Regions from separate parts of the Zea mays genome. Here all the other regions are linked to region 1. The links are chromatin contacts, called in public Hi-C maps. All regions are on one chromosome and are shown on one strand. The core of a region is the stretch at or near the end of the contact, and the rest is flanking DNA. Distances in the headings are between cores, read along the strand shown. Region 1 holds the start of LOC100281122. Region 2 holds the start of LOC100501140 (AUGMIN subunit 5). Region 3 holds the start of LOC100284042.

Evidence for each region. Hi-C and Micro-C count contacts between places; a contact is called where the count stands out from the background.
Region 2: a contact with region 1 is called in a Hi-C map of endosperm, with 2.8 times the contacts expected there. The contact joins the promoter of LOC100501140 here to the promoter of LOC100281122 in region 1. A contact is called at or near these places in 3 of 25 Hi-C or Micro-C datasets (ear, endosperm and tassel).
Region 3: a contact with region 1 is called in a Hi-C map of ear, with 2.2 times the contacts expected there. The contact joins the promoter of LOC100284042 here to the promoter of LOC100281122 in region 1. A contact is called at or near these places in 4 of 25 Hi-C or Micro-C datasets (ear, endosperm, leaf and 1 more).

What each region holds. Positions count from the first base shown.
Region 1 is chr2:183,376,078-183,380,643 of Zm-B73-REFERENCE-NAM-5.0, forward strand. LOC100281122 reads right to left here and starts at 2,529. Exons shown (of 1, transcript NM_001154041.2): 1 at 660-2,529. The coding sequence starts at 2,396. The coding sequence ends at 795.
Region 2 is chr2:183,591,360-183,595,925 of Zm-B73-REFERENCE-NAM-5.0, forward strand. It overlaps LOC100501140 (AUGMIN subunit 5), which reads right to left and starts at 1,960. Exons shown (of 10, transcript NM_001195943.1): 1 at 1,381-1,960; 2 at 18-563. The coding sequence starts at 1,832.
Region 3 is chr2:183,511,650-183,516,215 of Zm-B73-REFERENCE-NAM-5.0, forward strand. LOC100284042 reads left to right here and starts at 1,807. Exons shown (of 5, transcript NM_001156940.2): 1 at 1,807-2,246; 2 at 2,347-2,689; 3 at 2,815-2,883. The coding sequence starts at 2,174.

The DNA.
Region 1 (4,566 bases), core at 1,279-3,778:
TATGAAATACCCATGGGTAATCGGGTTCGGATTATTGCTTCCCAAACCCATACCCGTTTACCCAATGAGTGGAGATTTTGTCCCATATCCATACCCATGGGGACAATTTTTGTCCCATACCCGTACCCTAATAGGGGAATTCCCCACGGGTTGGCGGGTATCGGGTCCCCATTGACATCTCTAGGTTGGATGAAGAAGTCAGTCACGGATGTGACTTGCTATGATCCGCACGAAGAGAGCATGATGTGCCTCTCCTCTCGTCTAAGCAACATTAGTGATTGGAGATGAGTGATTGACAGTGTAGGGCCAGTAGGCGCCAAAAGATTAGAGCGAGTAGTAGATCAGAGCACAAAGATGGTTTCCTTTTCTCCTGACGGAGGCACATGCGTGCGTCTCTGTCGCGGTGTGGCCCGTCGTCAAGGACACGAGCTGCCAGATCAGGGTGCGCGAGCCGGCGAGGGAGTACGGATACAAGAACAAAGTCATGCTCTGACTTGCAAGCAACACCCAACTCCGCCCGCCGCCTTGTCCGGCCGCCACACGACCCGGACGCTTTTTCACCCATCCCGTTCCGCGGTCCAACACACAGCACGGAGCTCCACTGACAGTCACACACACAGGTGAGATGAGACACGAGGGTGCATCTGCCACCGTTCCTTCCAAAAACCATGGACGTTTTTTTCATCAGCTCCTCACACACGGACACGGCACAAATGTCTAACACCTAAACCAAGCAATTTACATAGTACAAAACATTCATCACAATGGACGTGGATCGGTCGCCGGAGAAGGGCTCAGAACTCGGCGGTGTTGCCGAGCTCGCGCTGCCGGCGCCTGAACGACATGAGCCCGTCCGACACGATGCTCCCGCCGCAGTCCTCGCACTCGGCGCTGCTGCCGGTCAGGTCGTTGTTATACTCGGTGCCGCCGTCGTCGTTGTCGAGGTCGCCCCGCATGGCGCGGAGGGTCTTCCGAGCCATCTCGCGCCGGACGCCGCCGCCCTCGTCGGCCACCACGCGCCGGAGCGCCCGGTCCGCGCCGGCCGCGCGCGCCAGGCCGCGGAACCGGAGGCTGCCACGGCTCATCGCGTACATCGCCGACACGCACCACTCCTCCAGGCCCGCCGCCGCCGCCGCTGCGCCGCCGTCGGAGAGGAGGATGGCGGAGACGGACGCCACGGCTCCCGCGTCCATGAGCGCGTTGCGGCCCTCGGCGCAGGCTGCCACGTTGCAGGCCACCATGAGCGCAAGCCTCCGGACGGGGCCCGGGTCGGCGGCGCCCGAGGCCACGGCGAGCAGCGCCTTGGGCGCGCCGGGGAAGCGCGCGACCTTGGACTGGTTGACGGCGGCGAGGGTGAGGTGGTAGAGCGCCATCCCGGCGTCGCGGCGCGCGCGGGGCGGGTGGGCGCGGGACGCCAGCAGGTCCAGGAGCGGCGGCACCGCGCCCAGCACGCCAATGGCGGCGCGGTTGTCCTCGTGGATGGCAAGCCCGAAGAGCGCCCCCGCCGCGTGCTCCCGCGCCTCGGGCGCCGACGCGGCCGACCGCAGCACCTCGACGAGCGCCGGCACCGCCCCCGCGCGCACGATGCGCACCTTGTTGCCGGGCTCCAGGGACAGGTTGACCAGGGCGGCCGCCGCGTCCACCCGGGCGGCGGCGTGGCGCGGGAGCAGCAGCACGCGGCGCAGCGCGCCGAGGAGGCGCGGCGTGCACAGCGCCAGCCGCCGCTCCGCGCCCTCCCGCGTCGCCTCACGGAGCGCGCCCATCGCCGCGGCCACCACGCCGCCGCTGCCGTCGTCCGCGCGCATCACCTTGCCCACCACGTCGTCCTCCAGCGGGTCAGCCGGCGCCTCCGCCTCCGCCTCGTCCTCCGCCGCGGTGATCTCCGAGGCCGACCCGTACGACGACGTGGACGAGTTGGATGTGCTCGCGGCCATCACCGCCGCCACGCGCCTGGCAGTGGTCCTGGCGGCCGCCGGAGGCATAGCGCGCAGCACGGCCTGCCTCGCCGCCTCGGCAGAGAGCGGCGGCGGCGGCGGCCCCGCCCGTCCAGAGCGCGCGCACCAGGTGCCGATGGCCGCCTTGAGCGCGGCGTTAGGGATGACGGTGCGGAGGCCCCCGGCCTCGGCGCCCGGAGGCAGGAACGCGAGCTCAGCGCAGGCCTGGAGGCAGGCCCGCTCGTAGGTGTTCCCCGACGGCAGTATGACGGGGTCGGCCATGAGCGCGCCGGAGATCGGGCACAGGAACGCCTCGGGCACCGGCTGGGCCACCCAAGCCTCGGAGCGCGCGGGCGAGGCGGGGCCCGGTGGCGGCGCCGACGACCTGGACGAGGGCGAGCACGGCGCGCTGGTGGTGCGGTGGAACGGGAGCTTCCAGCGCCGCGGACGCGCCGCACCCATGGAGCGGCGAACTGCCGCGAGGGGGGGGTGGGGGGTATACGCTGGTAGTCTCTGGTAGATTAGCTAGCTTGGGGAAGGCGGTGGAGGGACGATGTGTGCTTTTGCTACAGCCTCGGGCATGTTTTTCTGGTTGTGTGTCCGCTGCTTTTGGGGCTTGGGGGTGCTACTTCGTTCCGTTCTGTAGCTTGGGACTGGAGAGAGAAGGCGACGGAGGAGGGAAAGGGGAAACCTTAGCCTGGAAGGGACCGGTCGGTCGCTCTCCCTCGGGCTCCGGAAGTATGTGGGCTGCTGGAGCGCCCGTTTGGGCTCGTTTCGCTGGGGTTTCTCTCTCTGTTTTTTTTTTTTTGGCTCGGTCTCGCGTCGCCTGTGGTGGAGCAACAGCAAACAGCACTGTTCGTTTCACTCGGCAACCAACCACCATCGTCGTCTCGTAATAAATAAATAAATGAGCGCTTTTTAGCCGGCCGGAAATGCGGAAGAAAACACCGCTCCCTCCGGGCGGCCAGCAAACAGGTGCTGCAGACCAAAAGATCCAGACCAGGGGCGGTGGTGGCCTCCCTGTCATCCGAAGATTTTTTTTGTTTTGTTTTCGCCAGCTTGCTCTGCAAGTCTGGACCTGGACCTGGACTCGCCGTCAACAAAAACAACCCCGATAATTCGCAGGGCGGACGACGCGTGCGGATAACTGAGAGCCAAGACCAAAGTCAAGTGCAAACTAGCTGCAGCAACAAGCTGATGGATCATGGCATGCTGACGGGTGAACTGCATTGCACGCGCTTGTACTGTACGCCGTTCATGAGCCGCTTGCTGCCCACCAAAGCTCGCTTTCGCGGAGAGACAGAGAGGGGAAAAAAGGCAGCGGATTTGCTCATTGGCGTTGCAACAACAACAACCGGTGTTTTTTTTCCTCGGGACCCAACCGTTCTCTTCCTCCCGAATCCCGATGAAAACCGTGGTCGACAAACAGGCACGTACTATTCTCCCTCCCTCCCTCCCTCCAAACAATCCAGCGCAGAGTTGACACTGGGCCAAGCCGAGCGCAAGCAGCCGCGAATGGTTCACGGAATTCCCACAGCACCGTCTGCCAGTTTGGGGCCCGCCGGGCGTCGTCCAGCTGGTGGTCCAAGTCCAACGAAGCTTCGTACGTCCTCCGGGGCAACCCGTCCGTCTCCTCGTCGCCGCCCCGTCTGTCGTCTCGTCTCCACAGTGTAGTGTACTGGAGGCACGGGTCCGAGTGAGCTGGACGGGCATGGCGGGCCTCTAGCGCGCGGCGTGGGTAAAAACGTACTGCTCCGTGCGTCGCCGTCTCATCGCTTTCGTTCCAGACTTCACTGTTCTAATCTCGCTTCAGCTCGCCGCTCGGAAAGGGCCCAACAAGCGGCGAGGCCAAAAAAAGCTGGCTCTCGTCTCTACGTATCCTCCCCCCGCTAGCTCTTGTCTCTTCCAGTGGGTAGCATTGTATGGTATTATTATACTCCCTCAGCCGCTCTGCTCCTAAAGTAAACGGCAACCCATATGCTGTATTTTAATCCCGTCAAAGTGTGTTGCCGGCGCTGAAGAAGGAGAGCCCGGCCGGTTTGGGCAATTCTACTCGTCAACACTAACACGTGACTTTCGATCTATTCCGCTAGGCGCGTGGAGCCAGCCATATGAGGCCCGTGACCCAGCACCCGACGACGTCCTTGGCGCTAACGCAAAGCACCAACTGATGCATGTCATCATGAAAAGCTCGCAACAGTGGGAGTGGGATGCAATGCAACCAATGGCATATATGTGGCATCGTCGTTGAGCAGAGATTCCCATGCATGCATGATTGCTTATTAGCTAGTAACTCCTTGCCGCTCAAAGGTAACTGCATGCAGGTGAAGAGGATCCATCAGAGATCCCATGGAGCTGGAGCTGCAGCTGCGACGGGCTCTGGTGCTCCACTACGGTACTCTACTCAAGCTCGCCGCCGATCAACTAGAACTGATGATCCATCATGATGGCTAGCTTGTTAGTTATGGCATGTGTCGAAACCCTGATGGCAGATATCAGATCGATCGATGCGCGCGGCAGGCCCTGACTGACGAATGCACGCACGCTGATGAATGTGAATGATACACACCAGCTGCCTGTGTAAATGCAGTTTTACTCGACAGTCCTCCTACAAGCATCTATTAAAATTAAT
Region 2 (4,566 bases), core at 710-3,209, 210 kb after region 1:
GACAAGGCATGTAATACCTCAGTAGTTCTGCATCAGCGCGTATGTCAATCTTGTCAGTTTCTCTATGTATAAGTGTTTTCATGCGTGATGTGTAGGTAATGATTGACTGCAGAAGCATGAATGGATTCTTTAGGGAATCCAATGCAACAAGTTTAACATATGTTGGTATTTCACCAACCAAGTCAATACCCAGCTTTTCTGCATCTAATTGGCAACTTGAATTAATGCCACACCCTTCAAATGCCGGGAATGAACTTCGAATTGTTTCAATCATATCCGCAGCAAGAGTTTCACATGCCTTCCGAATGCTCCTTTCACCTGCAGTTTCTAAAAGATCCTCTGGCAATCTATTGCTTTTGATAGTCGATGGGTAAAGATCATCTCTATCACTCTGCAATTGCATATCCACAAGAGCACCTGTAGCTCCAGCCACGCCTATACTTGATCTTCGCACGTCCCTTGCTTGGTTAACGAACTGATGTAGCCGGCGCTGGTATTCAGCAAATATTTTGTGCGCTTCATCGCATTGCTGTTCATATGCTTGGAGCATAACTTGCTTGTGCCTATTTTTAATTTTTTAAAAAAAATGTCAATTGTTGTAGATCTGCTACAAGCACACCATCACCACTTGGCACAATTTATATAAAGAAATAAGTGAAATTGCAAAGGATGGCGGGAGAAACACAAATGCAGTATCAGTATCACTTATTGTTTTCAAATAGATCATGTTAATGCTGACCATAAAACAACTATACCACCAACATTGACGCCGACTGCCTCTGTGTGTGAGCTCAACGGCCTTTTAACATGCTAGGAGTTGGGTATGACTTCTCATATGTCAGCAGGCTTACTACTAAGAATTTCATGGCTTATTAATGCAACAAGCCAACAAACACATAGAAATATGAATTTATTAGCACTTAAAAACTTTCAAAGGGATTGTCATCAGATGTTGGTATATGCACAAACACTGATTCCAGATGTAGACAATTGATAGGAATAGGAATATAAAGATAGTATTTGTTTTTTTACTAATGAAGGAACATCAAACTGAGTAGATTGTATAGATGGCGTTTTACTATGTGCCATCTTCTGGATTTCATATATCTGAAAACCCCTTTGTTCACACAAAAGTATAGTCCGTTCACAGCAAAGTATATTCCTATCAAACTAGGATTAACAATGATGTCAGCTTCCAAGCAATCATATCAATACAACGTGCACCATTATTTTTATTAGTGGAATAGTTACAGCCAGGAGCACCTACATCTTTTGTGCCATTTCTGAGAAGATTTTGTAAGCCCCAAAACTGAATACAAGGATGTAGCAACAATTAAATCGCCTAGAAGAACCCCACAATTCTGCTATAGTTTCAGGTACCTGGCATTGGAGCGCTCACCGAGGACGCGCTTGCGCTCCGCCTCCTCCCTGGCGACCTCCGCGATGCGCGCGCGAAGCTCCTTGCGCTGCCTCCTCACGATCCCACGCAACCGCTCGGCCTCCTCAGCGGCGAGGTCCCGCTCCCTCGCCTCGGCCTCCCTGGCCGCAGCGTCACCCGCGCCCGCCCCCATCGCTCCGCCCTCCCGCGCCCGCCGGGCCGCGACGCCGTGGACGAGGATATTGCGGCGCGCGGTGGCGACGGTTCGCTCGGAGCGGACGCGGCGGAGCAGGAAGGACCAGACGGGGATCATGTTGCCCCGGCAGATCTTGCGGAGCTGATCCGGTGCAGGAGGGGCCGAGGGGTACCCCATCTCGTCCTGCAGCCACTCGATGATGGCATCCGGGGAGACGCCTCCGGGGCCGCTACCCCCCGAGACGGAGGACGCGGGCATCGCTGCCGGCGGTCGCGCAAACCCTAGCCACGCGGCGCTCGATCTGGGGAGAGGGGATTGGGGTAGGGGAGGGTGGCTAGTGGCGGTAGAGGGAGGGAGTGCGAATGTTTTTTTGAAACTTTCTTGTGGGTTTGCGTTGGATCTGTCCGCTTGAACGGCGCTGGCCGGCTGTTTGCCAGTCGAGGTCGAGGACGGCCGTTGCGGGTGAGAGCCCTGTGTGAGTGTCAGTGTCGCTGCCGTGTGTCAGTGGACCATGGCACCTCTCTTTATTTTCTAGACAATTCAGAAATTATACTAATCCATTTTCATTTGGATATATTGAAGATATTAAAATTAAATTAGATCAAATATCAAATCTGTTAGTATTGGAAGTGAGTTTCAAATCATTTTTGTTTGAATGTATATGACTTACCATTCCATCCAATACCTAGAGTTTTGGCTCTGAATTAGACACTTTTTAGTTCAAGTACAATTCCAAAGAATTGAGCTTTAATTTCAGCTCTGAATTCTTTAGTAAGCCAAAAACAGGAATTCAGAATTCATGATTCCAATTCCCAATTTCATTATTAAATATCTACATCCAAACAGGGTATTATGTGTCACTAGATCCACATGTCATACATAAAAAAAATATCTCCTAAATATTATTCAATGACACATAAGTGACGAATATAAAATCCAATGGCATCTAGAAGATTTTTCTACGGGTGTCGGCTCTTCAATGGGTCTCTATCCTCGACAAAAGAAACATTATCACATTATTTTATATGACATTAACGGACACACTACATCCAATAACAATACATCACAAATAAATCTAAGAAAAAACATTATAATCATTCAAAACAATAAAAAAAGTAACACGTGGACTGGTGGGCAGGACAGCTGGTGGCTGATCGTTTAGGTTGTGTGGATGGGTGCTTAAAAGAGTTGTGAGATGTAGGATTAGTTGTTGGGCATATGGTATATTGGGCTGCACAGTGATTTTACTGCGTAAATTTTACCCATACGTATCTGGTTTGGATTATGCTTTTCCATACTCATACCCACCATATCCAATATGTGAATAATTTCTCCTAAATTTATATCCATGGGGATTAAAATCTTCACATACTCTAAGCTTAATAGAGGAATTATACATGGATTAACGGGTATCGGGTCTGCATTGGCACCTCTAAGTATACCTAACTCTCTAGTGATACACACCATCGGCAAAATCTACCCTCTTCTTTCCAAGATTATTGTTAAAGGGTGTTTGGTTCTGGGGACTAAAGTTTAGGCCCCTTTGAAATGTAGAAATTCTAAAGAAATCATACAGGAATTATTTATTTTTTAGGAAAAACATAGGAAATAACATTCCAAATAGGGCCTTAGTACGTATCACATGACATGTTTGAAAAGTTATTACGAGTATTAAATAGTCTAATTATAAAATTAATTACATAGGTGGAGACTAAACAATGAGATAAATTTATTAAGCCTAATTAATACACGGTTAGCAAATGTTTACTGTAGCATTATATGATCAAATCATAAACTAGTTAGGTTTAATAAATTTATCTTATCATTTAGTCATCATTTGTGTAATTAGATTTATAATTACATAATATTTAATATTTATGACCGGCATTCAAACATCCGATATGATATGGACTAAATTTTAATCTCTACTACTTATAAGTTAGCAATAGTAGTCTGCCTTTTTGTGTTCTGCCATTTTGCGATCTCAGCCGTCCATTCTACCTTTCTACAATCTCAGCCGTCCAATCCCGCACACCAGTTTTCCGCGCGCAGAAAAAAAATCAAACTGTGGCTGCCTAGGGATCGAACCTTGGATCTATTAAGTAGAATGCATAGCCTTCCACCCTCTACCAACATGACTCATGTTGAATTGTGTACAACTTCAACTAAAACGTCTTTTGTGTTTAACCCACCGTCCACTCTGTATGCTAACTGAGTCTAGAAAAACATTTATAGCTTGGCCCCTGATCTTTCTGGAATTTGGGACGCAGTCCAGGAAAATAAAGAAAATAGGGAAAACGAGTTTAGAAATTGATTTTTAGTTTAAAAATAATTGCAGAAACCCATTTAATTCATGGAAATTTCATATTAAATCCAAATGAGTTCATTCCAATTTCTATAATACCTCTGTTTTGTCATGAAAACAACAATAAAATTGATTTCCTAATTAATCATATATCAAATACATAGAAACTTTGGAAATTCGTAACTTCCCCATTTTAATTCCAAATTGAATCATTCCAGTTGTGTTAGTCTCGTATGAATATTTACTACGCAGTAACAACATTGATTATACCATGTTTCATACTTTTATAATTAGATATTTATTTATCCTATGTTAATTGGGTTAATCTATGTCTATTAGATTAATTTATTTAATATATTAATATAGTATTCTAACTTTGTGGTTATACGATGTTTGACCATTAGTCTTGCAAACACACACTTACCTTTTTGTTTAAGCAAAAGCGTATGGTGGTACGTGTCCAATGACTAACGATGTACGAGAGAATTTCTTCCGGTATGTGTGAAACGTGCTCTCCAATAATGAGATCATACAAATCGTGATATATATCAAAGTTTGCATGATACTGATGGTTGCAATGTAGTGGTGAAACAGATAGATTATAAATAACAAAATTTATGTATGGCCAGAATCACAAATTGATTATGAAACATTTTCTCATAACGGTATAACACATATTTTGTATAT
Region 3 (4,566 bases), core at 557-3,056, 130 kb after region 1:
CCAAGAAATCCGATTCTCGAGATCAGGACACCCACCATGCATAATGTCTTCGTGAACCGCTCATGCGATGCTAGGTGAATCACGAACCCTGTGTTAGGAAATTGAGGAACTTTAGGTCATGTGACGTGAGACCATGTAATGTAACTAGCTTATATCACGTACCCTATGTCAAAAGATGGATGAATTGGTTGAGTCTCTTGATGAACACGCTCATGATGGTGAACACTACAACACATGACGACGCGGAATTAGGACATTGACCAACGATGGCACGATGACATCGATTTATTTCTTAGATCTACACCGATTTGTTTCTCAACCTAAGTTATATGGTATGTGATATACTTAGTGCATACTTGATACTTGGGGCTGGGGCCAATATCTTCGGGGGCTAGGGCGACTGCTCCCTTGCCCCTCAATAGGGTCAACCATGTGTATGGTAAACAATAATTTTAACGTGCACATGCAAATATAGGAATGAAAGGAATTATATGCCAACTAACTTTGCAAGATACTAAGTCTAGTTACCTAACATGGGTAGGGAAATTTGGGTCCATAAATTCTACTAACCCACTTGACAATGACATGATCCAATGCGAGTCTCTACAATTCCCAAACTACGGGACTTCTCACTCCCCCTTTGAGATCCAAACTAAATAGATCAAAGATGCCCGAGAGGGAGAGTGAATTGCGTTTTTAATTTTATTGTTGTTGGAACCTGCCCTTCACGACAGGTTGATCCAACGGGAATTTAGGGAGAGAGTTTGCAAAGCTTAACACAGATGTCAAAAACCTTGTTCATCTCCCTGTACATGGGCACAATACAGGGGTATTTATAGGTACTCGAGGGGCCACTTGTCCCTGTCAAAGACATTTTAGACCCTCGAGTACCTGGTTTATCCCCGAAATATTCCCACGAGAGGAGGTTACAGACAGTCATTACGATAAACTTTATTACAGACACGACCCTAATCGCACATGCCCATGCGGGGCCCAACTCTGTGGGCCGAACCGCACATAGGCCTCTCTCTGTGGCGAGGGAGTGGGAGGTCCCGTAGACTTCGACGGGGCCTTCGTCTTGTCACGTGAGAGCGAAGGGGGTCGAACCGGCCTTCATCCGGTAGCGCCCTTGGCCTGTCCTAGCGGGTTTTTGTGGATCCAGCCTTCGCCTGCGCAAGGCAGGGACGAAGTCGTCGAGCGAAGGGTGGCGTGTTCGCCTTTGTCCCAACAATTACACAAATTAAAACTAATAACAAATTAAAACTAATAACAAGCCCAACTTTACCCCTTGCGCCTAGAAGTGTATTTTATCTATTGACCAAAGATTTGCACCCCAAGTTCCAATATTATACTAGCATTGAAAAATCTAGTAAAGTAAATACTTGAATATACTTGCTCAAGTGAAATGCTTGACGTAAAGAAAGGATTAGGAATGTTATAAAAATAGAATGTACTATAAAAATATATGATGCGAGTAATCTAATACCACAAGTATTAGTATTTTTTTATCTATACTTGGTTAAAGTTAAATTTCTTTAATTCCTCGAAATACAAGATGAATACTTGTTTTAGGATGGAGGGGATATTTTTATTTTGACAATCTCGACTATGAATGCATCTCTATGTTTTGTTAAGAGATAAAATTAAAATGACAGTTATTTTCGAATAAACCTTAAATTTTAGAGTATTGGAAGAGAATACGGCAACCTGCTGCAGTCGCCGCAGCTTAAAAGCTGCCGCGAGCAGCCAAAACTATTCACCGACATTTCGGCGCAGAAAAAGGATGCCACCCAACACCCATCAATCAAATTCTCGAAGATAACGACCAAGAGATTAAAAAAGTATCTTCATGGGTTCGCTCTCACAGCCCACGCAGGAGGCACCGAACATTCTAGCCCTCTGTGGTGTCAACGGCAAGGCAAAGCGAAGCCATCAAGTTCGCCGTCCAAACCAGCAGCAGCCTCCATCGGACGGCAGAGAGCAGCCGCTCGCCACTTGGATTCAAACGCCCCGTCACTCTAATCGCGTAGAAACTACCAAATTACCCCTAGCCCCCTCCCTCAGTCTCCCTGCAGCTGCTCCGTCGGAACGGACAACCGCGGCCATCCCCCAGCCCCCCCTCTTGCTGCACACTCGCACTGCTAGGGTTCGCTCGCAATCCAGCCTCTACGCCATGGCGAAGACAAAGCAAGGGAAGCGGGACGTCGACGCCTACACCATCAAGGGCACCAACAAGGTGGTCCGAGGTAAGCCCTTGCCCGGCCGTGCTCTTGGTCGACGCCGTCGCGTGCTCTGGTCTAAGGTTTGAGCTTTGACGGCTCTGGCTGCTGTGCGTGAACCGTGAAGTGGGGGACTGCGTGCTGATGCGGCCGGCGGACACGGACAAGCCGCCGTACGTGGCGCGGGTGGAGCGGATGGAGTCGGACGGGCGCGGCGGCGTGCGGGTGAGGGTGCGCTGGTACTACCGCCCGGAGGAGGCCAAGGGCGGCCGCCGCCCGTTCCACGGCTCCAAGGAGCTCTTCCTCTCCGACCACTTGGACACGCAGAGCGCGCACACCATTGAGGGCAAGTGCATCGTTCACTCCTTCAAGAGCTACACCAAGCTCGACAACGTCGGCCCGGAGGACTTCTACTGCCGATTTGACTACAAGGCCGCCACCGGTGCATTCACCCCCGACCGTGTCGCCGTGTAACGAGCTCTTCCTTTTCTTTAGCCTTTTCTTTTTGTCATGTGGTGCTCATTAGTTCGTATTGTCTCTTTGCTTCTGATGTAATGTGGGATTGCTTGTCTTATGGCATCGTTTGTATGTGAAGGTATTGCAAGTGTGAGATGCCGTACAACCCAGACGACCTCATGGTGCAGTGTGAAGGCTGCAAGGACTGGTAAAATCCTGTAAAAATTTCACATTTTCTCCCAATAATGCATGCTTTGAAAGGGATATATTTTGTAAATCACTGTGAAATAGCTCCACATCCCCCTCTCTCAACAATGCATGTCTTGAAATGGTGCATATGTGGTGGTTATATGTTCCGCCTTTTGTGGAGATGTTGTATTTTTCTGCTCTCTGGCTCTATGTCTACTTTGTCATGCGGAATGAACTAACTAGTTTATCTTGCGTTTATTTAGTTTCCTTGTGACTGAGGGGCAAAGCATTAAACATCTGGAGTATCTACTTTGGTCAGGATTAAGACTAAACATTGATGGATGAGCATGAGGTTTCTTGAGCCTTATGCTCCTGTGTTTGCTTGGTCCTTATACAAGATATATATGGTATTCAATACTGACTAGTATTGCTTACACAGTCTTTATATATATATATATATATATATATATATATATATATATATATATATATTTTCAAGGGCTATTTAAACACATATCATCAAAGAAAGGACTGGTTTTCTGCAATTTTTTGTAGCATTTGTCTGTTTTAGTATACCTGTTGCACATTGGCTTTTCTTGCTTGACAAGCAGCTATCTAGTTATATGGACCTGATTGTGGTACATGCAATTCCCCTGGAATACTATGAAATTAATATAGAATTGGATTAGAATTTAAAACAGATGGTGCAAACCATTGTTTCTAGGATTTGCATGATCTGACATTTCATTCTTTTTCTATATACAAAGCAGCTTTTAAGATGTTTCATCTACATGAATATGATTGCTATTGCCTAAAAAAAAGAATATGATTGCTTAAGAGAACATTTGGACATCATGGAGGAGTTATTTGGAACCGTGATATCGCCAACACCGGGCTTCTGAAAATTAGTATCCCGAACAGAGCAATTGGAATTGTAGTATTATAATCCGTTGAACTTCGGAATTGTAGTATCTGAGTCGGTTTTAGCCCAGTAATCCTTATTGTTACGACAGTTCGTTTCTTGCAACGGATCCACGAGCGCAAAATCTCCAGAGCGCGAGAGTTCTCCACGACCGTGCAGGAGCGGCGGCGGCGCTCGACGTGTGGACGTCCGAGCCGACGGCCGTGCAGGAGCGACAGCTTCTCGTCGTCGTCCGCCACCGCTGCCGCGGCTCCCTCCGTCCCGTCCGGCAAAACATCCAAGTCGGAGGCCGTGTCTCAGCTCCTGGCGCACGTGAAGCTCCTGCTCCGGCGCCGCGCGGCTGCCATGGCGGCGCTGGACGCCGGCCTCCCTGCCGAGGCCGTGCGCCATTTCACCAAGATCCTGGAGGCGCGGCGCGGCGTGCTGCCGCACCCGTTCGCCGCCGCGTTCCAGGCCGGTAGCCGTCCGGCCGACGCCATCGCGGACTGCAACCGCTCGCTGGCTCTGGACCCTGCCTACATCCAGGCGCTCCGTGCCCGCGCCGACCTCCTCCAGTCCGTGGGCGCGGTCGCCGACTGCCTCCGTGACCTCGACCACCTGAAGCTCCTGCAGGGCGGCGTGCGGTACTGAAAGAGCTAAATGTGCACCATGAGAAATCTGAAAGAGCTAAATGTGCTCGAATGCTCATCGCTTTAGAGGATGCCCAGCGACCTTAGATTACTGACTAAGATCGAAGCATTGCCAAGGTATATTGCAACGGAAAAAATAGTAAAGCCGTCT